Regions from separate parts of the Mus musculus genome. Here regions 2, 3, 4, 5, 6 and 7 are each linked to region 1. Evidence: chromatin contacts called from public Hi-C, HiChIP or PLAC-seq and promoter capture Hi-C data. All regions are on one chromosome and are shown on one strand. The core of a region is the stretch at or near the end of the contact, and the rest is flanking DNA. Distances in the headings are between cores, read along the strand shown. Region 1 holds the start of Cdh11 (cadherin 11). Region 2 has its middle 40 kb from the start of Gm32531. Region 3 has its middle 71 kb from the start of Gm32531. Region 4 has its middle 100 kb from the start of Gm32531. Region 5 has its middle 11 kb from the start of Gm32531. Region 6 has its middle 120 kb from the start of Gm32531. Region 7 has its middle 7.8 kb from the start of Gm39234.

Region 1 (3,416 bases), core at 154-2,653:
ATTCAGCCACCATTTGTTCTCCCTGGGTTCTCAAGTGCCCTTCCCATGCGCTTTGGGTCCTGGCGCTCTCTTCCATTGGTGGCCTCTTTTCTTTTTTTAACTTCTGATTCCTGTTAAACTCCCCCTTTAGGTCTTCCTGCTTCTGCTGCATAGTCCAGCTTTTGTCCCTTGTCATTTTATTGTTCTTTTCCTGAGGTCGCCACTCCCAAGCCACCGCGACTTTCCTCAAAAAATCCCTTTTTATCCTTCGCCCATTGGAAACTCTACTTCTGCTCTTTCTAACATCTTCCAGACTGGAAACTTGTCCTAATCCAAGGTCCCCACTGAAGCATGGATCCTTAGTTCCCAGTCACGGTGCGGGTCCCCACGCTGCTCTAGGTAGGAAGAGCGCCCCGCCCCGCCCAGTCCCTGGCGCTTTTTTTTTTTTTTTTTGAAGATCCAGTTCTTCTGCCCAGACACTGTAAAGTGGACAGGAATCAGGTTGGGGTATCCTTTGCTGGGTTCTCGTGAGAAAGATATAAACAGGGGGCTGAGTCAGGGTGCGGGTATTCTTCACGTAGGCCCATCCTCTGGTCGAATGGCATTCTCTTTGGGGCCTTGAGGGGCTCTGTGGTGTCCATTCTGGGAGGCAACAAGTGAAACTGCCGGATGGGGGTGTTGCTTGTAATTGGCTGGAACAGAAGCTAGAGACTCTGTCCTGGTGGGGCTGACCCTAAAGAAGGCTTTGCATGTAGGGTAGAACAACATTGAGGAAAAACTCTATTCTTCTCAAGTCCGAATGCCCCTGTCTAGTGTCTTCACCGATTTCCCCGCAAGCGGATTTCTCAAAGGATAGATACCGGGATGCTGAAGGTTCGTGGGAGAGGGCACTGGGCAGGAGTGGTCAACGTGGAGATATTTTCAGAGTGCTAACTGATAAAGCCTAGAATGCGCTCCCTAATTCCGGATTGCCTCCCCTACTTGGGCAATGCCTTCCATCCAATCCATCCTCCGGCGGGCCGGTTGAGGCCCTAGCTTGTCCAGCTGGAGCGGATTTCAGGAAAAGAGGAAAATGGGGGCTCTCAAGCCCTCTCCAGCTTCCCTCCGTCGTCCTTCCTGATTGGCTGTGTATCCCCGGAGCCCAACTTCAGTCGCTCCAGACTGTGTCTGAGCCCCCACAGGAGACGGAGCGCTGCGACCCAGGGCAGGAGGGGCGGCCAGGCCACCTATTCCTGGGTTTGGCATCTCTCGGGGCCCCAGGGGGGGAGGAGCGCCGACAGGGTAGGCATCCATCGCCTCCTCCAGGCCCAATTCTCGGCGTCTAGCAGCCTCGGTTCCTCTCCGCCCCCCTTTCCCTCCCAGCGTCGGCCTCCCTCCTCCTCCCCCCTCACCCGCCCGCCTGCCCGCCACCTCCCCCCGGTTTCTCATTCCTGCCACTAGCGCGCTCCGCGGCTCATTCCGCGGCCGCCGCCAGCTGAGGGGAGCGTCGCGGGCCGAGGAGCAGATGCCGCGGGGGCCGCTCGCAGCCGCCGCCGACTTGTGAATGGGACTCGGACCGGGGCCCGGGCTGACACCGCTGCGCTCGCCCCGTGCCAGGGACAGCCGGCCAGGAGGTCGTGTCCACCCGCAACGGCCCCAGGTGAGGCGCTCTGCTCGGCTCTAGACCCTATCTAGATGGGGCTTCTCGGAGTAGGCAGAAAGGGGAAAGAATTGCTTCTGAAAGAGACTGTTGCGGAAGGGGGAGGTTGCTGGCTGATGGAGATCAGTAAAGCAAAGCAGAAGGGCTTTTTTTTGGGGGGGGGGTGAGGTTAAAAATCAGAGAAAAGGGAGGCAGCCTGCTGTGGACGCAGGCAGAGCAGGGGTTTGAGGCGCCAGATGTGCGCTCCCCGGTTCTTTGATTGTTGCCCCCCCCCCGGGGTGAGGGGCTGTTGCACCAAGGCTTCAGCACAGGGGGATTGCTTTGGGTTGGGGCAAGGAACTGCAGAGCGGAGCTCTGGACACGCAGACTGCTCCCGTGATGTCTCTAGGGAAAGTCGACCCCTGTGCGGTGCCCGCCCGCGCTGCGCCTGTTCCCCAGACAAGATCGCTCTCTGCGGGGTTCCTAGAGGGGATCCTCCCGCGCCTTCCTAAAGAGCTCCCCTAGACCCGGTGCCTGTGTAGAGAGTGCGGTCGAAGCCCAGAAGATAGCCGGCGGCCGGGAGGGAGCGGCGATTGGATTGGCCGCACTTTGATAGTGTGGGTCGGGGGCTGTGGACTGCGGCTCAGAGGCTGGGGGTTGCGGTGTGAGCTAGCCCCTCCAGCCCCCGCCTTTTCGGGGACTTCAGTCACCTATCCTAACCTCCCAGTGATGCAGGGAATGCTCTGTGAGCGGCTCAGACTCAGACTAGACTCGGGCTTGGACTGGAGGAAGCTTTCTAGGGTCAATGTTAACTTTGAGAATCAAACCTTCCCGGAAAGCCTGCGCCTCCTCTCGGAGCGCTCCAAGCCTCCACTGTTTCCTCACAATCGGCCTCCCTCCCTGTGCTTGGCCTCCCAGCCGGGATGTGCTGAGAGCAAGGAGCAGCGGGAAGCTGGAGGCTGCGGGAGCATCCAATTCCCCTCGCAACCCAGCCTAGCCTTGGCAGGGTCTTTTCGCTCCTGGTCCCCGGAGAAAGTGGGACCCAGGAGGCTTCCTATTCTCTCTCTTGCCAAGGCCCGGATTTCACCCGGGCTCCGCACTCCTGCCTTCAGCGGGTGAAAGGTTCGCTAGATGTTCGAAGAAGCCCTGTTGCTTTTTGTTAATAATGCAGCAGGAATTTCACGGGCTATCGCACTGCTATGAAGAAATTGCATCTTCTAATTATTTAACGGTGCCGTTTCTGCATGACGGAGGGTCGTCCCTGAGGGCTGGGAGTGGGTTTGTTAATGAAAGCCTGGCACTGCAGGAGGGTAGAGATTTGTCTAAAAGTCTCCCCTTCATTTTTTTTTTTTCTTCAAGAAATCTTTAACGATGGCTCCCGAATCCTTTCCTATTTTCTCCTGATCGGTCTTATCTGTGGACTAGGAAGCAGTAAGTTTTGGGTTTAATCACAGAAAGCAGTGATAATTAATCTGGCGAGAGGATAGATCAATTTCCTTATCTCTAGGGCTCGTAGCAGACGTCCAGGGGTTTGCGGGGTGTCTGGAATTTCTGGGGACCGGTCTACAGATGTGTTCTCAGGACCGAGGATCCCTCTCATCAGCATATTAACGAGGCTGAACTGAGTGCGAGCGCCTTTAAGGGTAGCAGAGAAAAAAGAGAAGGGACTGGCCTTCATTTCAATAATGTTGGAATTGTTTTCTCTCATAAGCAAGGAGACAGAGCCCCAGAACCTAGAAAGGGATGCTCAACCCCAGCTGCAGGCAGCTTGGTCTTCTATCAGAACAAAGGAATAAAAGTTACAAAACAAAGGGACATA
Region 2 (3,802 bases), core at 511-3,010, 450 kb before region 1:
CGATGGGCATGGTGCTCTGAAGTCCTGGGAAACCAAGACTCTTGGATAGAGAACACCAGTAAAGAGATGACAGATACTTTTTTAGGATAGTAGTAAGGAATTCATTGTCAAACACAAAGACTACATCCAGGAGGTCATCAGTCAGAGCGGGGATACATGAGAGGTGCCAGGGATACAGAAGGCTATCCTCTACTGTGTTCCAGAGATCTTTCTCCCAGCAGACTTTGAATGAAGGACCACCCCAATCTCCCGCCTACACACTACTACCCTTTTCCATTGCTAGGAAAACCTGGGTGTGGGGGGTCACATGTTCCACAAATCATGAGGAAAACAGCAATCTGCACCCACACATATATGAGAATGAATGCATGCACTTACCTGTGGGTATCAACAAATATTTGCAGATATTGGATACATATGTGTCAGGAATTGCAGGCATAGAGGAGACAGGAAGATATCCCTTGTGCAGAAGGAGATACAGCATAGTTTTATGGTAAAAAAAATATACTACACTCAAAGGTGCTCATCCTACATCATTGTCACAGCTTCTCTGTGTTCGCTGAAAGACATTCATCACTTACTCTCAGTGTATTCGTTTTTAAGGAGGATGAGCATAAAATTGAGGATCAAGGTAAAGACTGGAAGTAATGCAAGTAAAAGTTTCAGTGTAGCATGTATTCATTTAATGTCATTAAAAAATCATTATTACACCAACCTTTAAGCAGTATTCATAGAGTGATAACCGCAGAAGCTAACCTCTCTAGCAAGCAGTACGTTTCCATTCAAGAGTGTTGATGGATGAATGGAACTAGAATGTATTCCATACATGTAGGAAATTATTGACAAGTAAATCAGTAAAGACATAGGAAGAGTTGGATTAGGGAAAAAAAAAAGCTGTATTTTTGACAGTACCATCAAGGAGAGAGGGATGCGTTTGAAGTCATGGTCATGCTGTATTTTATTAAGAGAGAAAAAAAAAGTTGCCAGTAGCGCTCACATGTAACTTTGCCCCAAAATGGACAGAAGGATGTGTGGAACTGAACAAGAAAGCACCTGGTTGCTATTAACACAGTCTTCCATGTGACATTAACTGCTTTAACTGGAAAGCTCTAGGGGGAGAGAAGAAGAAAACGAAACAAAACGTTCTTTGGGGAAAAGGATTGAAAGAAATTTACAACTTCTTTAAATACCATGAGCGGATCATAAAATTGCAGTAGCTACTCAGTAGTATAAGCACACTGGTATAAAAAATCAGTCGTTCATGTATGCTCTTGGCCACACACTAGTCACTCCAAGTCAGCCAACAGTTGGACACTAGGCAGTTCTCAAAGCTCCTGTGCCAGGCATCCCACAGGACCCTCATATTCTCATGATATCCTATCCAGACTTCTAGTACATAGACAAAGAAAACCTAGATTTATTGAGGTCAAGTAACTTAGTCAAGGTACTGATGGTCTGAATTTATAACCTCTGAGTCCATTGCTTCAGAGCACACTGACAAAATTTCAAAGCCATGAATCAAGCAGTATGGATGTTGAAAAAAAGGTATCTGAGGTCCCAACATTTGTGAGTTCCATGTTAGGAGATGCCCATAAAGTCCCGTGTCTCTCTGATCAAGGGGCAAGCAGAAATGGCAGAGCCAATATGAGGCTGGGAAGTGAGGTTTCACGAAATGCCGAGTGGGGGACAGTTTCTTTCCCTTCCTTCCTTTCCTCCTCTCTGACTCAAGCTCCCCACCCTTTTCATGGTAGCTTGGTTTTACTTTCTTTGGCTTGAAAGCAACTTCTGGAAGACCTCAGCAGTCCGGAGACACGGAAGACAGTCAGCCAGAGGAAGACAAACAAAACTGACACCGAGCAAAAACTGCAAAGGCATTGAAAATGTGAGCTCTAATTTTCACTCCCCTGCATGAAGCCTGCCAGACGCAGGGCTCCGAAAGAGAAAAAGAGAAAATAAATCTGATTTGCTCTAAAAAACGGGCCAAAAATAACCTTGCTTTATCTTGCAGAAAAACACAGAAAATCTTTCCTTTCTTTCTGTGTGGTTGTCCTTTCTCCTTGGCTGGGACGGAGAGTAGGAGCCCCAGGCTCAGGCCTGGAAGAAGACAGTGGACCAAAACAGTCTATGGGACATGGAGATGCTGGGTTGTGAGCAAAGCTGCTGACTAAAAGCCCTGAGTTTGGCTAGGGACAGCATGCTTGAGGAAGAGGCAGCTGCTGGTCCCAGAGGATCTCATTTGCATATGCTAATCCAAAGTAATTTCTGATCAGTAATAGGCCCTCCCTGCATCCTCCAAAATATTTTCTGTGTTCTTGCTTCCCATCCTCACTGACCCTCAGAGTTTCTGACAGTTTTGCCAAGTTCTCTTCTCTGGACTCCTCTTCTAGGCTATTTTCATCTTCCTCAGGTTTTCTAAAATACAACTCCAATGTCCCTGTCTTCTGGGTGACACATCATCAAGTGCAGAAAACAGTCTCTATTAAATCCAGGGCAGCATTCGATTTGTCTCCCTCTGACCTCAGCCCCTCAGCCATCTTTCTCAATTTACCACATGTTTGTTTGTTTGTTTGTTTGTTTGTTTTTCCTTTCAGGGTTGGTCCATAAACCTACTTCGCTCCCTCCACTCTGCCTCCCCAGCCCCTTCTTTTATCTCCCCAATCTCCAGGACATTCTTTCTGCTCCAATGGTAGTTTTGCTCTGAGGGAAGAATTCTTTCTGCAAATGATATCTCAGTGACTTATAATTTCATTCCTGGAAAAAAAAAATACAGTTTTCCCGAAACCTACTGATAAGGAACCCAAGGTCAGAGAGGAGACAGCCCGTATTCAAAGTCACAGGCTCATCAGAGACAGAATAGATGCATGCACCCCATAAAACTGGGATGCAAACTCCTGTGATTGGCAGCTGCCTAGAACATGTGTATGAGGTTTCCTCAGTTCCTGAGCTCTCTAAGTGGCATGATGCTGCTTCTGGAATAGCAATGCTGGGAGAGAGTCCAGGTGTTGCTGCTGTTGGGGAGAGAGCTGATGATGTTGCCCTACACTGTTTTTGGCCTCTTAAATTTCTCCACAATACAGAATCTACTTTTAGCTCAGAAATCAAACACGGTGTTATTGTTCTTGCCAATTTCCTGTTTTAAAAACAAAACAAAACAAAACAAACAAACAAACAAACAAACATAATATCCTATTATTTTGCCAAGGGGGGATAAAAGTCCTGACCGAGTCAAAGTCAGTGTCCGTGAAGACACGGGAGCGTAGGAAAGAGGAGGCGGCTCCACAGTGAGTGTGTCCAGGGTGGGAAAGGGAGCTGGGATGTGTGATGAGAAGACTTTGGTGAGGAAGAGCCTGTCGAGGGGCTGTGGGTTCCTGACCTGAAGGAATCACCTCAAAGTGAGGGAGTCTCACTTACTCAGTAACAAGGCATGGCCAGGTCCCTCGTTTGTGTCATTTGCAACCCTGGATAATGTAGAAGCCAACCCTTCTGACATCTCCAGCCATGTGGATATATAGCCATATATATTGTATAATATATGTGGCATGAAAATGAAAATTCTGAAGACCTTCTTTGGACCAGCTAAGGCAAAATGCCTAATACTGAATTGAGTACTGTCTATATTCTTAATAAGATTTTTCATGGACTCTGATGCTGTTTTGTTTTGTTTTGGGGGGTTGTTTTGTTTATGAGAATTGATGCTAGAAATGGTGGGAAAGGCACAGACAGAGTGAGCATTTGACTGTGTATCCCTGCTCCCAACAGGAGTCTACAAAATATTACACACTGTCCCTTACACAATCCTCTC
Region 3 (3,859 bases), core at 718-3,217, 410 kb before region 1:
ATTTATGAATGAACATTATATGTCCTGTTCCAAACACTGAAAACACAGACACAAAGAGGAAAAATATGTTCTTTCTTAGGAAATAACTTGGTCATCTATTTAGGGATGCACGCCATGCAATCACTGTGAATCTGAAACCATTACGATGACTTATTCTATAGAGTATGTAGAATTTCCAGCCAAGGATAGCTTTTGTTTTGTATTAACAAGTACTTGGTATTTTTCAAAGTACATGTGAGATGACCCTGAGTGGTAAAACTGAGAGACTGAGACACACATAGCATTCAAGGACAAACTGTGATGAAGAGAGCCAGGCATGTAGTAGAAGTATTAAGGAAGGGATGTTGGTTTTTCTGATGGCACTCCCTACAGGAACAGGCATTCATTTGAGTCCTGAAATATGGCAGACTTGTATTAAAAGAATGAGAATGTATCTGGAGCAAAAGATCCCTTTAGGTACACTCCTTGGTTGATGGTCTAGTCTCTGGGAGAACTGGGTTGTCAGGCCAGCCTATGTTGTTCTTCCAGTGAGGTTGCAATCCCCCTCTGCCAGCTCCAGTCCTTCTGCCAGCTCCTCCCTCTGGTTCCCCGAGTTCAGCCCGATGGTTGGCTCCAAGCATCGTCCTCTGCACTGGTCAGTTGCTGATCGGACCTCCCCAGGGACTGCCACACTAAGTATGATATCATGGGATGGGGGTGTTGATGAAGGGGGTAACCACGAAGTGGGATATCATTTGAGATGTAAATGAATGGAATGATTAATATTAATAAAAGAAAAATATATCAAGAAAAAAAAAGAATGAGAATGTCTAGAGACATTTTGGGGGGGGGGGGAGAATATGCAGTCAGATGCATACTGTCAGGAAAGAAGCATGGGATATTAGGACACCAAGGGAAACTTGGTATAATGATGTAAGTGTTGGAGCATAAAAAACCGAAGGCAATGGATGAGTTGAACTCACGTTGCTGAGTTTGAACCATTCAATGAAAGACACAGGAAAGTGAACTTTCCATGCTGGGTGAATGGGTGGGATGTCAAAACGTCCGTACCTAACAAAGCACCTCATATTTCAGAAGATAGAAGAAGGAGATGACTCATTTAGAGATTTAGACCTGGAATGCACAAAGAATATGAATATAACCTGACATCAGTAACCTTAGTGGTTTTCCCCTGCTCACCTTGATAGCTGGAAGCTCAATGCTATGCTGCTTCAATTTCTAATTGACACTAATTCCCTTCGCCGCATCATCCAGGACTCGTGTATGTCTGAAGTGTGTGGCTGAAGCACTGTTTATATCTCCACATCTGCCTTTCGTTTATGTTTTCAGCTTGGATGCTGATGCCTCTGCACGGTGTTGCTTTATTCAGTGTGGCCAACTTAGGATCCCTTGCCTGGGCTCCTTCAGCCCTTGGTTCTATTCTGTTGAGGTCATGTGTCACACTCTAAGACACTGCTTAGATACTTGTCTGTAGTCTCCCTTCTCCCTTCCTCTCATCATCTAATTATATAAACTGGCTGTGAGCCCAGAAGGATAAAGACCTGGTGATTGAATAAGGAGGTCACTTCAGTTGACCTATGTTCTAAGATTCATGGAGTTTGGTTAAAAAAAAAATTGGACTACGTTTTTTAAAAAGTTAACTCTGAAACTGAAGATGTAAGTCAAGGGTAGAGAGCTTTCCTACCATGTGGAAGGACTTGGGTTGGCTCTCCTGTAACGTGCTCACACACTCGCACGTGGGTGCAGACACACACACACACACACACACACACACACACACACACACACACACACACGAACCCACCCACACAGAGTCAGTTACATAAGTATTTATTAGGATGAATGCATGAAATGGCTTGTTAAGACAGACTGCTAAAATGTACATAAGAGATATATGTTAGACAGATGGCAGTGTGGCTTTCTTTTTTAAAATGTCGCCAGCTTTCTGATCCTAAATGGTAACAGCTGTAGGACCATGTGCTGTCCAATACCGTTCTACCCTGGCAGTTTCTTACATTCCTGCCATTATGATAGGATTTATAAGGATCCCTTTCAAAGGAGGGGAATCAGGGAGAGATTTGAGGGAGATGTAAAAATAGTCTCATAGTTAAGTGAACAGAAACTACCAAACTGAATTGCTGTTGAAATATAACGTGCAGAAGGGAACTAATCCAGTAAGAGCACTGAGGTAATTCACCAAGGCCTTTGCACCTCGGCCATCAGCAGAGAAACTCTCAGCCTGATTGCAGCTACTGAGGGTCTGAAGCCAGAGAGAGATCTAGATGCAGCCCTTGAACACTTCTAGGGAATTCTGTGGAATTATTAAAATGTTAATTCAGAAGCCACATCAAGATAATGCAGAAGGGTTGGAACTCCACAGGCCAAGGTGGCAACTGAAGCTGAGACATGTAAGGAAGACTGGGGCTTCAGGTTGAAGGGTCTGAAGCATCTAGCGTGGGGGTGCTATTTCATCAAAAAATGCTTTCAAAAAGGTTTTGTTGTTGTTGTCTGCCTGACTTTGTTTTTGCTTTGCTTAGTAACACTGACCAGCCAGAGGCCTGAATTGTTTCACTTTCATGCCCTGTTTATTTCTGCACACTTGCCACAGCCCTTACCACCTTCACCCCTCTTCCTCTGTGTCTAACTCAATCTCTCTCTCTCTCTCTCTCTCTCTCTCTCTCTGTGTGTGTGTGTGTGTGTGTGTGTGTGTGTGTGTGTGTGTATGTGTCACACATCTGAGTACACAGACTCATATACACATAGGCATGCAGGCATGCATACACGTACAGATTCAAACATACACAGATACAGGCAGACAAACAGATATACAGACAGACAGACACACACATACAGAGACAGACAGACAGGCACAGAGAGACAGACAGACAAATGCAGAGAGACAGACAGACAAATGCAGAGAGACAGACACATGCAGATACACACAAACACATACACACACATATATGCACACATGAATGCACATAAATATTCACACACAGGTCTGTGAGAGGCAGACAGACACACAGAAGTAGACACTCATACACAGACAGACAGGCAGACAGGCAGACAGACAGACACGTCTCATACCTCTTCTTTATCTGCTGGTCCTGGGTCACTGAGAGTTCAAGGTTGGTCACCATCAAGCCTGATTATTATGGAACAGGAAACATTCCCAACTCACATTTTGCTGCAATCATTACTGAGGTCCCCAGGAAAAGCAATCTATAGTGACAGTAATCAGAAGAAGTCTGCAGGAGGTCGAGTGGCTAGGAAAACCAAGTGAGAAGTCCTGCCTACGTGAATCAGAGGTTTTCTGCAATTGCTTGATGTGATTTCCACAGCAGATATAAAGATGTGGGATGGCTGAATAGTATACAACCCTAAAGCCAAGAGAATAAAGCACATTCTTCGCAGATGAGACACTGTGTTTGGCAATGTTCCCTCTGAATTAAAAGAATCCTGGCAACTAAAGAGCTTAGAAATATTAGGATTGGAAGGGTCTACCTCCTATACTTGTTTTCTTTCTGAATCAAATTTTATCATGTTTTGTGGTAAAACATCTTTCTGTAGACATGTAATTATATAAAAAGCTCTTGGGTCATCAACAAATGATAAGTGAAATATTTGTGTTTTACTCTCCAAGTGTAGTTGTGTTCTCTTCTTCGGGTCATTTCTTCATCGTTCCTTCCCAATGCTACTAAAGAAGGAAACTAGACAGTAGAGTATATCCCCTCAATTAAATAGTAACTGCTGTACTGTTTTAACTTTATGAAAATCAAACCGTTTGGGAGTTGAAATGTCTTATTAACTCTAACCTTTGCCATAAACACACAATGAGAAGATTTTTGCCAAGCAGAAA
Region 4 (3,789 bases), core at 97-2,596, 380 kb before region 1:
TTGTGCTAAATGCAAACAAGAACACAAATTGTGGTCTGCCTTTATTGGAAAATTGCTCCCTGCTTTACCTAGTATGGTATCTCTTAAGAATGTAATCCCATTTCTGTCAATTAGATGCCTTATTCGCTGTAACCATTTCAGAAGAAGTGATTTTGAATACAAAGTGCTATGGTTTAGATAGTCAATAGACTCTGTGGCCTGTAACTGGTCTTATGGCTGTAGCACCTAATTATTTACTAGTTGCCAATGGATTACAAGGACCTCAAAAATCAGCAAAAGGTACTTAGCTGATGGTACTTAGCTCCTTGCCTCTATACCCTAATGGAGGAAGCGTCTGGAGTTCAGGAAAGGAAGTAAACACCAACTAATCAAGAAAACGTTTTCTCTGTGGGACTAAATCTATATTGGATGGAAATCGAAAGAAATGTGGATACAAAACTACAACTAAAATGTTAAAGATAGCCAATCACTAGGCCCATAGTTGATTATCAGTTTTTGCTAAGAGAGTATATGTATATAATATTTTGAAAGAAGAGGCTCTTTGTAAATAGGAGGCTCTATCACTAGGCTCATTAGCTGTCCCAGCTCTCTGTGCAATAGGCATTTAATAAATCATATTATAAATCATCGTCTGAGATGTTAATTAAGTGGTAAAACATTTGCTGAAAGTTAAAAGTTACCAAGGATTTAATTACAACCTTGTGGCCACCATTTCTAGTTAATTACACACCCTTCTTATATACTTGATAAACCACAAAACGCACCCAGTTAATGATCAGTTGGTATTAAATTAGCTGGAATTAGTTTTTATTAAAACCAAATTAGATTTTTTTATTTGCGATACAATAAAATAGTGATCCCAGTCCTAGCCATGATGATTTGGGATATTTCTGTAGAGAGTGATTACCAGATGTCTAATTGGGCAATTAATAGATACAGTTTCCAAATTAATATAATTGGGGGATCTAAAAAGAAAACAGAATGATTATTCAGCCAGCAGACCATCCTTTTGAATCGCACCATTTCATTTAGGGGTGTCAACTAGCACTTTTTTTTATTCTTTCAGGACTCTCTGCTCTTCCGGCTGGAGTTATTAAAAGAGTTCCTGGGACTGTGGAATAAACCACTCGGTTGTGGTGCTCCAACGTGATGTCCTCAAAAGGCAAGGCCACACAGAAGGGCATCTCTTTCCTGGCTATGCTGGGTCTGTGAGTAGGTATGATGAGCCTGCATAGGGTTTACAGAACCTTGGAGGTAACTAGCTAGATAATGGGATGTTTACACAGCTGACAAGTATCCAAATGCACAAGCCCATTTCTTTCCAAAAACAATTTGCCAGATGAGTTTGGCTTGCTGTTCCAAAGCTTTTTCATTTTACCACTTAATACGCCACAGAAGGGACGGAGACTTAACCTCTCTATTTCTGCCATCGACTTAAATCCCTTTATAATTGCTTTTCCCACATGTTCAGCACACAGTCCTGGAGAGAGCCCTCTGCCATCTGTGCTCGCTGAAGGGGTGGTCCTGCCCCTACATGTAGATAGGCTCTGTTTAGACCCAATCAGGATCAAGTGTCAGATGTTCTTCACACTGTGTACTGATGCATGTCACTCTCTTCATCTGAATCCCATGAGTCTCTTAAAACTCAGGACACTGTGCTCACCACAGGCACACAAAATTTGGTGGGACTTACCAAAAACAAAGTGGATAGTAAGCCTTAAGGAACTTTTTATTGGGAGGATTAGCAGCATTTATTGTGATGTTTGCACATGTGCATGCAATCTGACTGGATCATGGCTATCTGTCCTTATGCTCTTTATATTGTCTTTATAAAAGCTTCAACATAAAGTATTATATAAAGATTATGAAAAGTCTGGGCACTAATTTCTAGCAGTTCCTGAGGGCCTCATAATGCCCTCTCTACCAACTCCTTCCTTCACTAGGCTTTTCGGATACTCTTCTCAGGATAGGCTTGCACCATTGGGTATTATTTTTATAATTACTTTCTTTGGTATCTTCTAACTTGATGCTGGGACACTCTATTCTTGACTAATTCTCTGAATTCATTTATTCTTTTAGTAAATAGATGTGCAACACCCAACCCCACAAATGCATAAATGAATGCAGTAACAATTTTAAAGACATGCCTATATCTTCTTCAAAGTTATTAGAAGTCCTATATAAAACAAAGAAACAGAGCCATCTTGACAATATCAGGGACATCTTCAATTCGTGGCAGGAGTTCTCCTTGAAGACATTTTTGGTTTTAGTCTGAAATGAGTGAAGAAAGTAAATGAGTTCTGGGCAGCAAGAACAGCATTGAAACGGCCCTGGACATGGGAAGGGGCTTGAACAAAGAAGAAACATAGCCAACGGGAAACAGAGAAATGTGATCGCTTCATGACTAATGGGAGGAAGGGCTGTGGCATGAGTAGAAAATGGGGAGGAAATAGAAAGTGGCAGCTAAAGCAGGTGATTGAGGACCACGATAAGGAGTTGAAACAGCTGGAAAACTTTGGAGTTAAACAGCAGAATGAACTGGTCTGATTGGGCTCTAAGATCATCAATCTTGCTGATTGGTGGAGAACGCATTCCAAGGGGTAAGACAAGGGAGAGTTGACAGGAGATTGTTGAATTTTTCCTGGCAAAAGAGATGGAGGATTGGAGAGGTGGGTAGGCAGTAAAAGGAACTAGATGCAGAGAATTGTAGATATGTTTTCAAAAGAAGAAATCATGAGTTGAGTATGGGACTGGGGCTAGGGAACACTCAAGACTCCTCTGAGGTTTCTGGCTTCAGCCTTTGAGTTTATTCATTGATTCCACATGTGGTCTTTGTTCCTTGATCATTCAATGTATGCCAGAAGCTATATACTATAAAAGTGAAGCTGACAACAAAGGCTCTTAGTCACATGGCGATAACTGTGCCCTTCCCCCAGCCTTGAGCAGGCTAAACAGACCTTAATTGTTTGCTACAGTTGGTCTTCCGCAGACCTAGCTGACCTAGGGTGGAGTCTTCTGACCTAGGTGGAGGTCTTCTACCTTGCTCCACCTGCAATTTCCTACGGGAGCAGACTGCCTACTGAGCTTCCTTTGGAACATAATCCAGCTGAAACAAAGGATGGGTCTGGGGTTTTTCCCTTTATAAACGCAGAACTGAATATTAAACTTTGAGCCTTGATCAGAAACCTTTGTTTTGGCTTCATCCTTCTCTCTCCTGCCCTTCCCTTTTCATTTCCAGCCTCCCTTTCAGGTACCCAGTTCTCCATGGCTGCTGGACAGCTACAGATAACATTTCTTGAGAAGAGTTGATAGTCTATGTGCAGAGAATTCCTTCCCTCTTCTAGCTACTTAAAATTTACTTTGGTGATTGTACAACTTTTACCAGCTATAATTCTTTATATAATCTGCTTTGGCAATGACCTGTTATCATCTGATAGGATTGTGGTCTCCTCCAACATGACCTTGTTTCTCTGCTTCTGAGCCCGAAGGGACATGGAACCAAGTTCACGGATGAATCTGGTGCTCATATCACAATGATTGTCAGGTCTTGAGTGACCTGGGATGGGACAGTCAGGAAGCCCCCGAATGTTAGGGCAAACTGGAGAAGCCTTACTTATTTGAGCTCCTCAGTCTTTTGTCATCTTAAGAAATTTGTCTTAAATGAGGTTTCCTTTTAGTTAGCATAGCATTGTAGTTTGTTTTTATACAACCTGGAAAACAAAGCAAAACTTAAAAGAATTGATAATTGTTCTTGTCTCCATTCCAGGTTTATCAGCTAGTTTTATAATG
Region 5 (3,914 bases), core at 819-3,318, 480 kb before region 1:
GAAGACACAGCCTCACAGCTATCTTCATGTTCCTTTGCCTCTTACAGTTCTTTCTCCCATGTTTCTCTACTGATACCTGAGCCTTAGGTATAGGGATTGTGTTGAAGATGTATCACTGTGCACCACATTTTGATGCCTCCACACTTTGATCAGTGATAGTTTTCTTTAATAGTCTCTGCCTGTTACAAAGAGAAAGGTTCCTGAAATTATATATACACAGGAAACATTATAGAGACTAAGCAGTTATTTTTATGTATTTATAAATATAATGTATGTATGTAATAACAAAGGAGAGGCCATGGATTTGAGAGAGAGCATGGAAGAAGTTGGAAGTGAGGGAAGAAATGATTAAGTTGCATTAAAATTTCAAAACTAACTGTTAAAAGTCTCAAAGTGATTCTTCTTTCGACATTGGGCTACCTGAGTCCTTCACTTGAGTGGCTTTCCCCCTGTCAGAGATGCCAGCAGCAATTTCAAGAGACTTGTCTTTCCAACAATAGTGAAACAGAACAAAACTTCATAATCAGGTTTGCAAATATAATTTGAAAAAAGTGGTATGCACAGAATGGTTTTAGCAATGTCTCTCAAGCCATATGGACCATAGGTTAACTGCTTTCTGAAAGATGCTCACTGGCTTTGACACTGTGGTATTTAAGTGCAAGTTCTGGCAATAGAAGAGATTTCTGGGATAAATAGTCCATTTCCTGGCATCTTAGAAATAGAACACCACTGAAAGATGATTCAGTGCTTGGATATTTGGAGAATATCCTACAAGACAGCATATCTGCTGCCCAGGAATTGTTACCAGGGCAGAATCCCATGACCAAGCTTGAACCCAATCAGTCACAGCTCTCATTTTAACTAGATGCAGGTGATTCATTTGAGAATCACCAATCATGTCCAATGCTTGTAAACCTTAGCTGGAGACTGGGGTAATCTAAAGAACTTAAAAAAACATATCAATACCAGGATTCCATAGCTAGAGATTTAGATTTATTTGATCTGAACATGTTGTCTGAATATTGAGCATTTCCAAAACCTTCCCACATCAATCAAATAATAAGCCAAGGTAAGAGCCATTGATTCAGCCCAAGTTTCTCATATAAAAATAGTTAAGCCGTTTCTTTTCCAAAGTGAGAGACTCACCTCTGAGCTGCCAGCAGAGAATGGGAACCAAGCAATATTTACTTCACTACCTCAGAAATATCTTCTCTTTTCCCTTGTTCTACAGAGGATCAATTTGTCCTAATAACGCAAACTTCTCCTACCTTGCATTGATGATACACAAGAGCTTCTGAAGGCTATTTGATTCTCTGTTATTTCACTCACCAGCCAGAGCTGGCTAGAGCAGGCATAGACTCTAGCTGTGAGAATCAGATTTTATTCTCTAGGTATTGATGGTGAACCTTGAGGCTGGTTCACAAATGGGTACTGTGGGGCTGCATATTCCACCATGGGGATTAGGAACAGACAAAGGCTGCTAAAAGGCACAGATAAAACAATGAATCAAGTACAGAAAAGGGGAGAGGATGGAAAACAGAGACAGTCAATTATGAACCTTATTTATATCTTTAGCCCTGGTTCCCAGGACCAGGAAAGATGTTGTCATCTCATTAGAAGGCAACATCTCCATTCCTGACAGAACACCCGTATTCTTCCTTAAACCAGCTCAAATTAGGTGTAGCCTAAATCATTTTTAAAAGTCCTAACTAATTCACTCCCTTTATTTTTTTCTGCTCAACTCCCATTAGCACGTATGTCAGGTCATCAATGAAACTCATAGTTAAGTGATGAGATTCTAAATCATCCAAACTAAAGAGGGAATGAGGGATATCCACACATCAAGGTAGCTCTTTCTGCACCCCTCCTCCAACCCCTAGTGACACTGAAGATTTTGAAAGAGGGAATGAGGGATATCCACACATCAAGGTAGCTCTTTCTGCACACCTCCTCCAACCCCTAGTGACACTGAAGATTTTGAAAAACAAGTGCCCATGACTGAGGCTCTGAGCTCTACTTTTTCTGTAAATGCTTAAGTTAAATTTTTCCAACGTTCTCAAATGTTATGGAAACAGAAACTGTGACTCAGATTGAGTGACTGGATTCCCCTGGGAATGGCTACTCTGGGACTCAAGAAACACCTCCTTCCAAATATTTATTTTTATTGTAAGTGTATCAATGTTTTGCCATGCCTATAAATCTGTATCCTCTGTGAGTGCCTCATGCCTTCGAAGGTTATATATAATAGGGCATAGGATCCCATGGAACTAGGTGGTTCTGACACACCACATGGGTGCTGGGACTCAAACCTGGCACGTCCGGAAGAACGTCCAGTGCTTTTAACTCTTCAGCTCTCTCTGCAGTCCTACATAGATTTCGATTTAGTTACAGATGGAGGATGTAACAAGGTTAATGGGTAGGAGCTGTAGTAGGCAGGAAAGCTGAGGAGGTGAGCAAGGACCATGGATGGGAGATCTCGGCATCAATTAGAACCCTGATCATGGAACAGATTAACCAAAGCTTCTTAAAGATGCACTTGCCCAGATCTCTTTGGAGGACATGTCAACCAATACATTCATTCTGGGCAGTGGGCCAAGTTACCTTTCCAATTGTACTGAACTTTGTCTGAGGCCATTTGCAGAGTATAGGAGTGACAGAGTATAGCAGTGAGCCCTCACCTTTCTGATGTTTGCATTCCAAAGCATCCCTTTGGAATATTGATTTCTTTTTAAAATATTTAAATTTATATCTACCTTATAATATACTTTATCCCTTGAAATAGCCAGTGGCATACTTCTCCTAGTTGAGATTAATTTCCCATTATTTTTTACTATGTGAACAAAAAGCTTTCAAAATTCCAGCATTGTACCTAAATGGTCTTTCCATGTCGCCATTGTTTCAGTTCATGGGCCCCTGCCAACTTGCTGAGCAGGCAGATGTAGCTAAAGAAATGTTTACTAGCCATGCATCCAGGAACAGAATCTTTGTAGAATACATGGCCATGACACTTCTGCTTCCTTGGACCTGGAGTTTGAACATAGAATGCAGATTTTACAGGTAAAGCTAGGACCCATGAAAAGCTAGTTCAATATTTATATTCCAATTATAAAGAGGACAGGTCTTATATTGGTTGTGTCAATTTGGGTACTTGGTATTCATGAATCCAAACCTTTGCTTTCTCTGGAAGCATTTTTCTGAGGACTGACTCCCTGACTCCGACTTTGTTCAGGTTTTGATCTACATGTGTCACTGTACTGCTGAGCATATCAGGCTGTCCTGCCAGGCATCTGCTCTAGGGGGGTTCACCCTGCAGGACAAGGATCCTTGAGTAACAAACGCTGGCTTTGAACTTGATCCTCATCCTGTTATTTGGTGCTTTCAATAGACAGTTCATAGTCAATTGCATCACGATTCAGTACATGCATATTGCTGGCTTGCTTGCTCGTTGTCAGTCTGTACCAGACATTGTCTCTGTGACAAAAACTGGAGAACAACTGAAGGGAGAAAAACTGCTTTTTTTCTCACAGTTTCAGAGGTTCCTGTTCATTGTGGTGGGGAGGGAGGCTCATATCATGACACCAGGAAAGGAGAGTACATTCATATGCAAGCACTGTACACTGTACACTGTACACTGCAAACTGCGCGCACGCACGCACACACACACACACACACACACACACACACACACACACATACAAAGGGGGGGATATGAATAACTTACATCACTAGCAGGCTTTGTTCCCTTTTGTTCCACCTAGACCATCTCCTTATAGGACAATGCTATCCAAAGTTAGGATGGGACCCTCTTCCCTTAGTTAATGCTCTCTATTAATTCTATCACACACTTATCCAGAAGGGTGCTTTGTTAATCAACTAGGTATGTTTTACTCCAAACAAGTTAACAAGATCACCAT
Region 6 (3,666 bases), core at 406-2,905, 360 kb before region 1:
TACTCTGAACTTGCTATGTAGCTCAGAATGGCTGCAAACCCCCACTGTGGTGCCATTAAATATATGCTCATTGCTATTTTAGTCCCTTCATAAAAAGACTTAATGTACAACCAACTAAGAAATAGAATTTAAGCTCCATGATGGGCTGTTAGGAGGCCAAAGTGGAAACACATTTCACTGCTCTGGTCATTTTGCAATTATGGCCTGAATCTGAAGAGTAGACACCCTCACATCACTGTAGAGGGAGACAAACTGTCCCAATGCATAGCCAGGACAAAGTAGTGGCCCCTTGTGCTACCACATGTAAAAGCTTCATTCCTATGATGGATTTTTACATGTTCCATCGTACAAAGTAGAAAAAATGACTTGTTATTATTTTCTCTCTTGATTCTTCCCATAAAATTATAAATTCATCAGGGGCAGGAACTCTGTCTAATCAGTAGTCATCTAGTGTAGAGATTTTGTTTTGTATTACTATTAGTCAAGTGATTGCCTATGATGTGCTTAATAAATGTCTTTTGGCTGAATAAAGTACTTCAAAGGATGCACAGAGAATGTTAGCATCATTCTGTGAGTACTACTGTTTTCTTCCTCTTTCCCTATGCATTATCTATGATGCTCACATACCTTGTAATTCAAGCCTGCTTCCTTTTGTGTGGGGACAATTCTCAGCAGCCTATTTCATGGTTATGCCTCCACTGTGGCATGGTCCAGCTTGCTCCATGGGGAAACAATCAGAAATCATATAAATTCCATTTCGGGATTCCGTTCTGCATCATGAGCTACCAAAGCCAGGAAAATAATATCATAAAAAGTAAGGGGTGGGACCTCGTACTATCTCATTAATTTTTTCTTACCAAATAACCAGACTCTATCTGTAGCATTACCAGCAGACAATACTTACAGTTATTTATTATCTCTTTGGGATAGGCATTATTGTTTCACTTAAGATAATAAGATCATAATATAATAATAACACCCCTAACAGTAAAAGTATACCTGGTTCTTGTACATTTGGATATTGTTATTTGGCCTCCACATACATGATCATATTTAACTCTTAAAACGTGGAATCAGGTAGTGATACTGTGGCCATCTTTGTTTAAATAAACAAACTGAGGATCTGTGGGATTCAGCAATACGCCCTGCCTTCAGCAAGGAAGCTTAAGGGGAGCACCCACATTATGTGTTTCTGTAGCTTACAAGCACCGTGTCATACTGATTGCATCTGTGCAGGGTTCCAGCTTTCAGTGGCAGGTGACTAATGGGGGACAGGCAGGTAGATCAATACTCACAGCACACAGACTTGGGAGGTGGAGAAGGCAGCAGGAATGAAGACAGCTGAACCCTCTAAAGAGACAGACAGAAGGTTTTGTGGCAGGAGCAATGCTTCCGAGAGAGCACAAGGGAAATAGATGAATTTTATGGTGTGTGCGTGTGTGTGTGTCTGTCTGTCTGTCTTTCACACAGGTGAAGAGAGAAAGGTTCAAAGGAAACAGCCTTTCAAGGACAGAGGTGGCAAGGGCCCAGCTGCTTCCAGTGTCACTGACCCATTTTGTATGCATGGAAAACCCACGAAAACTAAAGGGAAACAGCAACGAGGGCTTTGATGCGACTCTGCTGAGAGACAGACTGGCTCACATGGTAATGCTGAAAGGAACATCTTGCTTTACTTAAGTATGGGTTGCCTGTGCTTGTACAAACATCGAAATCACCTTTGAAGCTACAGAAAGAAAAAAAAAAGCCACAGCATATCCAGCCTCGTTAGGTTCAGGACTGAGCTCAGGAGAATACATTTTGGTGCGTGTTCCAGATGCTTCTGATGAGATGCCGTGGCTCACACTGCGAGAGATGTGGCACTTACGATGCGGAACCATTGAAGCTGTTAAAGAAGGGATGAGATAGAGAACGCGATCACAGCTGTGCTTTACAGTATCCCGAGTCCCTCTCCTGAGGCTTCCAGGAAACACTCTATCCAGAGGAGGCTGAGGCAGTCGGGTGAGCCAGGGCTGGGCCAGAGTGATCAGAAGGGTCACAGAACCAGGCCCAGACCCATAGGCGGCTACTCTCTGACAGTCATTCTTATGTAGAGCTGTGAGACACCATAAGGGGTGGTGGTAATGGGAACCCCGAAGCAAGTGTTTGCCGGGAAGGGAACTCTTGTCACAAAGGAGCCTCCCAGGAAGAAGCCAAATCTGACATTCAGAATCATTCAACCTGAAATATGTTGAGTTGCACTGTTATTCTCCCATGGCACTTTTGCCTTTAAATAGCATTATGGGGATAGGGGCTGTTTCATAATCACAGATGTCTTTGCTTAATTCAGCAGTCCCAAGGCTCAAGATATGGCAATGCATGGCAATTCGAAGGGATAGAGCAGGTTGTCTTCATTTATTCTGTGTTTACAGAGGACTCGCCTCTTGCCTCTGCGGGTAGGAGCAGGGGGATGGGGAGAAATGACCCAGGCTCAGCATGCACTTTAAGCTGAGAGGGAAGGAATAGACCTGCAGACTAATAATGGAGCCAGGCCCTAGGAGAGTCCTGGTGCAAGTCTGTAAACATTCAGAGCTGGGAGAGATGGTTTCTGCTGTGATAATAATCCAAAAGGCAGTGGGCCTTGGCAGAGGGATGGGACTCTGCATACAGATATTAGATATGTACGAAATTTTAGGGTAAGAAAGAAAAGAATGACAAGAGAGAGCTGATTGGGGACTGAAAACAGAGTATTGGCCTTTAAATAACATAATAGAAGGTAAAGATCTACAAATGGTCGAAAGATTAGAAACAACTATTAAAACAAACTACATTTGCCAGATATTTATCATGTGTCAGGAATGGTCCAACTACCTTGAATGTCGGAGTAACCCTAGGGGATGGCTTTTAAGTCTGTCAGACAGAAGAGCCTTGAATATTAGGCTTAATGAGCTGGATTCATTTCACAGGCCAGAGTTTTTAAACAGCTCTGCATAGGCCCTAAGTTTCACACAGAGTCTCAGAGGGGAACTGGGTGATTGGCATTAGAAAAGAAATACAGGGGACAGAGGGTCCTTAAGGCAGTTTTTCCTCATTTGGTTGGTTTAAGTTGGTAAGTAAGGCTTCCTTTGGAGCGTACCTTATTTTCTTAGTTGCTTACATCTGTGAAACATTTGGAGCAGTAAAAGATTTATGACAAAAGTTGAACATGTAAAAGCAAAATTAACCCTGGAATTTGTACGGTGGGAATTGTTTCAAAAGCGCTTCATTTGGAACTGGAGAGATGACTTGGTGGTTAAGAGCATTAACTGTTCTTCGATAAGACCAGGGTTCGATTCCCAACTCCAGCATGAAGGCTCACAAGTGTTTCAAGTGTCTGGAATTCCAGGTCCATGGATCTAACACCCCACTCTGGACTCTTCAGGTAACTGGCAGAGACATGCACTGGGTACAACACCTGTACACATAAAATAAATATAAAGGCTCAAAAATGTTCAAAGTTGTTTAAATCTTCTAGGCTACAGAGAGTAGATCCCAATTTGGGGACACTAGCAATGCTTATAATGGTTGCAATGGGGAGGTGTGAATGGCTCTCAAAGGGAGAGCAGTGGTAGACTCTGGGGATTTTGAACATTGGGTAGAAAGAGCTTGAGGGTAGTAAGGAGGACAGTGTGGGTCTGACAGGCTTACAGG
Region 7 (3,872 bases), core at 970-3,469, 500 kb before region 1:
GATACAAACACACTCACACACATGTGCACACCCATACCCACATCCATATAGACTCACACCCATTTACACATATTTGCATGCACACACACATACACACACACACACAGATATAGTTACCTCCTAAACATAGCATCAGGTTCAGTCTGACCCAAGTAAGTCCTGTCTTTTTCTCTCTGTCTCCGTTTCTAACACCATTGGTTCCTTGTTGCCCTCTATTTTTTCTCCACCATCCTCTCCCTCTGTCCTTCCTCCCTGTGTTTCTCTGATCTCTCCTTTTTCTGCATTTGTTTGTCTTTCTCCTCACTCAATTCTCTTAATTTCCTTATCTGCTTGCCTCTATATCATCCCCTCTCCTCTCCTTCTCTCCCCCTCCCATTTCTCTCAGCTTTGAAATTCTCTTTCTGTCTCTGTCAGGTGGTGACTACACAGTCGAACTCTATATCCAAACAAAACCAGAGAAGGAAATCAGAGAATGGGTCTGCTGGGTTCTTTTCCCCAAAACCTGAAAATCTGGCCATGATCTCTGAAGCTGTACAAACTGTGGGCTGAGCCAGCAGCCTGCATTTTTTCTTTGCTAAGGAAGAAGTTAAGGCACTGCCCGAACACTCCTCTGTTACACACCCCCATTAAACACATTCCATTATACAACTCCCCCCAAACATGCACTCCATTGTACAGCAGGAAGTAGGTGGAATTCAGCACACAGCCATGATGCAGGCAGCCTCAGGTGCCCATTTTCCTCAGGCATCTGCTATGCCCCCTAGCATTCGCATCCTCCATACGTCATATTACTCTCTCCTGAGGAAGAAGAGTTTTCCTGTGCTCTGACTTTCCCATCAGCACCTGAACTGCTGGTTCTGTGGAGGAAGGGATTCTCTGTTTTCTTTACCCTTTCCAAATGTGTTGTTAATCAGACGTTTTTTGTCATGGTGATAAATGCCCATTTATCACACATGTGATAAATGTGAAGCAGTTTAAAGGAGGGAGTAGCTGCTTCGTCTTGCAGGTTCAAGGTTTGAGTTCAAGCTCTGCTAGATAGATTGCTCTGGCCCAGCGATGAGGCAGAGAGCATAGCAATGAGACCATAGCAATGAGACCATATGGTAGAGGAGGCTGCTTACCCAGTGACAGACAGCAAGGGGACAGCAGGAATGAACTAGGGACCAGATACAGCCCATAAAGACATGCCCCTGGGGAACTTACTGCCTCCAGCTAGACCTGACTTACTAAAGCTTCCAACGGTGCCCAAAATAACATCAGCAGCTGGGGAAGCAACTCTTCACCACACAACCCTAGGGGGACATTTCATATTAAACTCATAACAAAATAATTTACAGTGGTCCTGACTTTTCTTTATAAGAAAAATAAGATATGATGAAATAAATTGAATGAGGAATTTGGGCTACGTCATCTTTGAGGTCCATCCTTATGTTATCACTTTCTGTGATGTTTCATGAGTTTGGAAACTCCTAAACTCATATGCACAAGCATACACACACAACACACACACACACACACACACACACATACACATATGGACACATATACACATGCAAATACAGCATTGGGGTCAATTTAAGTTTCTATAATAAGGAAAGCTACACAGAAAAGCACTTCAGTTTTCTTTGATGCAAAAAGGAAGTAAGTAGGGCTTGTGATCAATACTTTAAAGAAGGGATAGCCAACCAGTGAATGATTGCCTCCTGGCCTTACAATCATCCAGTTACTCTCAGCTTCTCTCCAAGAAGCCCCAAAGCTGTTGTATCAGTGGTGTCACAGTATTTAAACACCTACCCATATCTGGAAAAATACCTGAAACCTGTAGGTGTTGCAGGCGACATCAAGAGTCCTGAAGCTGAAGATGTGCAGTATACAAGAAGACTTGCTTTGCTTTCTCAGTCATTTCAGAAGAGAAGGACAGTGCCTATAGTATTTGCGGACACTTTCTGTTGTGTTCCTCATAGCATCATCAAAACAAATGCCCAGCCTGAGTTCTCAGTGCACACCTTGGCTGTGCATTACGCTATCCCACAATTAGCGCAGTGATGGGTGATCTGGCAGCCTGAATGCAATTGCTGCGAGTGACCTATTATTACCGGCAGATTACATTTTACATGGAAATTAAATGAATTCTGTCAGAGCTCTTGGAGAGAAGAAAATGCTTCATTGTTCAGCGCTGGGAACTAGAGAGACTGCACGTGGCGATAAAAAGACCTGTGTTTGTGCAAACAAGGCGTGGGCTTCCCCTTCGAAAGATGCATTTGTTACACCAAAGCTTGAAATAGGAAATATGTGTGGGCAGAAACCACGGAGATGAAAGGGGAGAAAACTAATTATTACTACCAGCGCATTTGCGGATCAGGGTATTTATATAATGTGTTAAATTTCCTCTGTCGGGAAAATGTTTGTCATACCAGTGAGAATGGAACTCTGCCTTGTAGGGGATATTTTAAGGCTTCAACACTTTTAGTTCAGTTCAGTTTTCTTTCTTGAAATCATCTCTTCGAGTTTTCTTCAATGAGTGGTGCCTTTTAAGTATCGCCTCTCTTTTGCAGGTATAGTGTACCCCTTTTTCTCTGAGTGTGCTTTTTGGCTTGTCTTATTTTCCTCAGGTGTATTATAGATATCAGTATTAAATAAACCGTGAAGGGCAATGTAGCACTTCCATGTTTGGGGGGGTCCTCATTATTAAGAGTAGAGTGGCGAACCTCCGTCTAGTCTTGGTGGTCATGTGGTAATCTAGTCTGTGGTTAGAACGTCAAATTGGAGGCCTTAGTAGGATGACCTTTGACATTTGCAAACTCAAGTGATGACCCAGACACTCTGAGGTTACATGTCTGTGGGGTTTCTGGTTTGGGTTTTGGGTTTTCTCTTGGATTTTCTGGTGGGTTGTGTATCATAAGCAATATTAACAATTAGGGCTTGGAGGAAAAAAAACTATAAGAAAATATTTCTTCATCGGTCATGGAAATATTAACTGGGAATGTCACTAAAGTCATTGGGAGACTGGGCCCAAAAGGGGGAAAGTACTGACATTCTAGACTAATCCTCCAGAAAGGAAAGTACAAGAGCCTCAGACTTTCTATGGGCCATAATTGCTGGTGGAAATCAGGAAGTGCTAAGGTTCTGGGAAGTCCTGAAGGACTTGGTCTGAGACATCTGTGTACATAACAGAGAGATGGCATGGTGACCTGACAGTCATGCTGGCTGAGGAAAACCTTGGTCCAAAAGAGAAATGTTTGCCTCTGATTTGCTAATAGATTTTGAATAAGATTCTGAAACTGTAAGCCTAAAATTAAACCTATAAGAAGTACCAAATATATTCTCTGTGATAAGTGCAAGCCCTGTCACCTCTACTGCAATGAGAAAGCATCAAGTGGGTTAATTCAGATGGGACCCTGTAGTCTCAATCAGCAGCTCTGAGATACAGAGAAATGTATTGGATTGATTAGTTTTTAGAGGTATACTATAACTCTCACTGACAGTTCCTGGGCATAACACATAACTGCAGAAGACTATGGGGTTGGATGTCTCACATCAAAATGTGAACCAAGAGCCCAGAGCAATGGGTCTACATCAGGACTTTCAGCTTAGAAAAGGAGGGAAACAACTGAGGAGAAACAGTGTCCCTAACACAAAGCAAGAAAGTTGCAGTGGCCTTTTAGGAGATTCAGTGCAACTTGGAGGAATGCTAAGGCCATTTAAAGCATTCAGAAAACACTGAGCACTAAATTACCCTGTGGATACAAAGACTTCAGATACTCCACATATATGGCTGTGGACTCCAGATATCCCATTTATACATCATTGCTGGTGCTATGTGTCGCTTTCTTTCTTCGTTATTAGTAAGCTAACTTTGCAGAACACTTCTA

What was found. Promoter capture Hi-C pulls out the DNA fragments that hold promoters and counts their contacts. A called contact is a pair of places that touch in the nucleus more often than the background predicts. HiChIP or PLAC-seq counts read pairs in DNA pulled down with a chosen protein or histone mark.
Region 2: a Hi-C map of nephron progenitors shows a contact between it and region 1, with 6 times the contacts expected there. The contact joins the enhancer-like site here to the promoter of Cdh11 in region 1. A contact is called at or near these places in 5 of 39 promoter capture datasets (the 3T3-L1 cell line, cranial neural crest, frontonasal cranial neural crest and 1 more), 14 of 484 Hi-C or Micro-C datasets (the MC3T3-E1 cell line, cerebral cortex, embryonic fibroblasts and 3 more) and 9 of 115 datasets of contacts at active chromatin or transcription factors (the NIH/3T3 cell line, VIP interneurons, craniofacial prominence and 6 more).
Region 3: a contact with region 1 is called in an H3K4me3 HiChIP or PLAC-seq map of craniofacial prominence, with 7 times the contacts expected there. The contact joins the enhancer-like site here to the promoter of Cdh11 in region 1. A contact is called at or near these places in 5 of 39 promoter capture datasets (the 3T3-L1 cell line, 3T3-L1-derived adipocytes, hippocampal neurons and 1 more), 6 of 484 Hi-C or Micro-C datasets (the 3T3-L1 cell line, the N1E-115 cell line, cortical neurons and 2 more) and 8 of 115 datasets of contacts at active chromatin or transcription factors (the NIH/3T3 cell line, craniofacial prominence, embryonic forebrain and 5 more).
Region 4: a contact with region 1 is called in an H3K4me3 HiChIP or PLAC-seq map of craniofacial prominence, with 4 times the contacts expected there. The contact joins the enhancer-like site here to the promoter of Cdh11 in region 1. A contact is called at or near these places in 6 of 39 promoter capture datasets (the 3T3-L1 cell line, 3T3-L1-derived adipocytes, hippocampal neurons and 3 more), 2 of 484 Hi-C or Micro-C datasets (both in uterus) and 5 of 115 datasets of contacts at active chromatin or transcription factors (SST interneurons, craniofacial prominence, embryonic limb bud and 2 more).
Region 5: a contact with region 1 is called in a Hi-C map of embryonic fibroblasts, with 9 times the contacts expected there. The contact joins the enhancer-like site here to the promoter of Cdh11 in region 1. A contact is called at or near these places in 6 of 39 promoter capture datasets (the 3T3-L1 cell line, hippocampal neurons, maxillary cranial neural crest and 2 more), 6 of 484 Hi-C or Micro-C datasets (the 3T3-L1 cell line, MC3T3-E1-derived osteoblasts, adipose-derived mesenchymal stem cells and 2 more), 8 of 115 datasets of contacts at active chromatin or transcription factors (the NIH/3T3 cell line, astrocytes, craniofacial prominence and 5 more) and 1 of 9 other capture datasets (adipose tissue).
Region 6: an H3K4me3 HiChIP or PLAC-seq map of craniofacial prominence shows a contact between it and region 1, with 4 times the contacts expected there. The contact joins the enhancer-like site here to the promoter of Cdh11 in region 1. A contact is called at or near these places in 4 of 39 promoter capture datasets (the 3T3-L1 cell line, embryonic stem cells, hippocampal neurons and 1 more) and 2 of 115 datasets of contacts at active chromatin or transcription factors (craniofacial prominence and embryonic limb bud).
Region 7: a promoter capture Hi-C map of hippocampal neurons shows a contact between it and region 1, with 6 times the contacts expected there. The contact joins the enhancer-like site here to the promoter of Cdh11 in region 1. A contact is called at or near these places in 6 of 39 promoter capture datasets (the 3T3-L1 cell line, hippocampal neurons, maxillary cranial neural crest and 2 more), 7 of 484 Hi-C or Micro-C datasets (the 3T3-L1 cell line, adipose-derived mesenchymal stem cells, cortical neurons and 2 more), 10 of 115 datasets of contacts at active chromatin or transcription factors (the NIH/3T3 cell line, VIP interneurons, astrocytes and 7 more) and 1 of 9 other capture datasets (adipose tissue).

What each region holds. Positions count from the first base shown.
Region 1 is chr8:102,783,098-102,786,513 of GRCm38.p6, reverse strand. It overlaps Cdh11 (cadherin 11), which reads left to right and starts at 1,403. Exons shown (of 13, transcript NM_009866.5): 1 at 1,403-1,618.
Region 2 is chr8:103,229,294-103,233,095 of GRCm38.p6, reverse strand. No RefSeq gene overlaps it. Among named protein-coding and RNA genes, the nearest start is that of Gm32531, 40 kb to the left of the region's middle. Within about 2 kb of position 1,760, at least 35 of the 459 cell types and tissues checked have an H3K27ac peak or open chromatin away from gene starts, as enhancers often do. A contact at or near this core is called in the MC3T3-E1 cell line, VIP interneurons, cerebral cortex and 5 more, where this site is marked.
Region 3 is chr8:103,198,004-103,201,862 of GRCm38.p6, reverse strand. No RefSeq gene overlaps it. Among named protein-coding and RNA genes, the nearest start is that of Gm32531, 71 kb to the left of the region's middle. Within about 2 kb of position 1,967, at least 24 of the 459 cell types and tissues checked have an H3K27ac peak or open chromatin away from gene starts, as enhancers often do. A contact at or near this core is called in the N1E-115 cell line and craniofacial prominence, where this site is marked.
Region 4 is chr8:103,164,553-103,168,341 of GRCm38.p6, reverse strand. No RefSeq gene overlaps it. Among named protein-coding and RNA genes, the nearest start is that of Gm32531, 100 kb to the left of the region's middle. Within about 2 kb of position 1,346, at least 11 of the 459 cell types and tissues checked have an H3K27ac peak or open chromatin away from gene starts, as enhancers often do. A contact at or near this core is called in craniofacial prominence, embryonic limb bud and second pharyngeal arch cranial neural crest, where this site is marked.
Region 5 is chr8:103,258,270-103,262,183 of GRCm38.p6, reverse strand. No RefSeq gene overlaps it. Among named protein-coding and RNA genes, the nearest start is that of Gm32531, 11 kb to the left of the region's middle. Within about 2 kb of position 2,068, at least 7 of the 459 cell types and tissues checked have an H3K27ac peak or open chromatin away from gene starts, as enhancers often do. A contact at or near this core is called in embryonic fibroblasts, where this site is marked.
Region 6 is chr8:103,147,015-103,150,680 of GRCm38.p6, reverse strand. No RefSeq gene overlaps it. Among named protein-coding and RNA genes, the nearest start is that of Gm32531, 120 kb to the left of the region's middle. Within about 2 kb of position 1,655, at least 13 of the 459 cell types and tissues checked have an H3K27ac peak or open chromatin away from gene starts, as enhancers often do. A contact at or near this core is called in craniofacial prominence, where this site is marked.
Region 7 is chr8:103,287,073-103,290,944 of GRCm38.p6, reverse strand. No RefSeq gene overlaps it. Among named protein-coding and RNA genes, the nearest start is that of Gm39234, 7.8 kb to the left of the region's middle. Within about 2 kb of position 2,219, at least 9 of the 459 cell types and tissues checked have an H3K27ac peak or open chromatin away from gene starts, as enhancers often do. A contact at or near this core is called in VIP interneurons, cortical neurons, forebrain and 1 more, where this site is marked.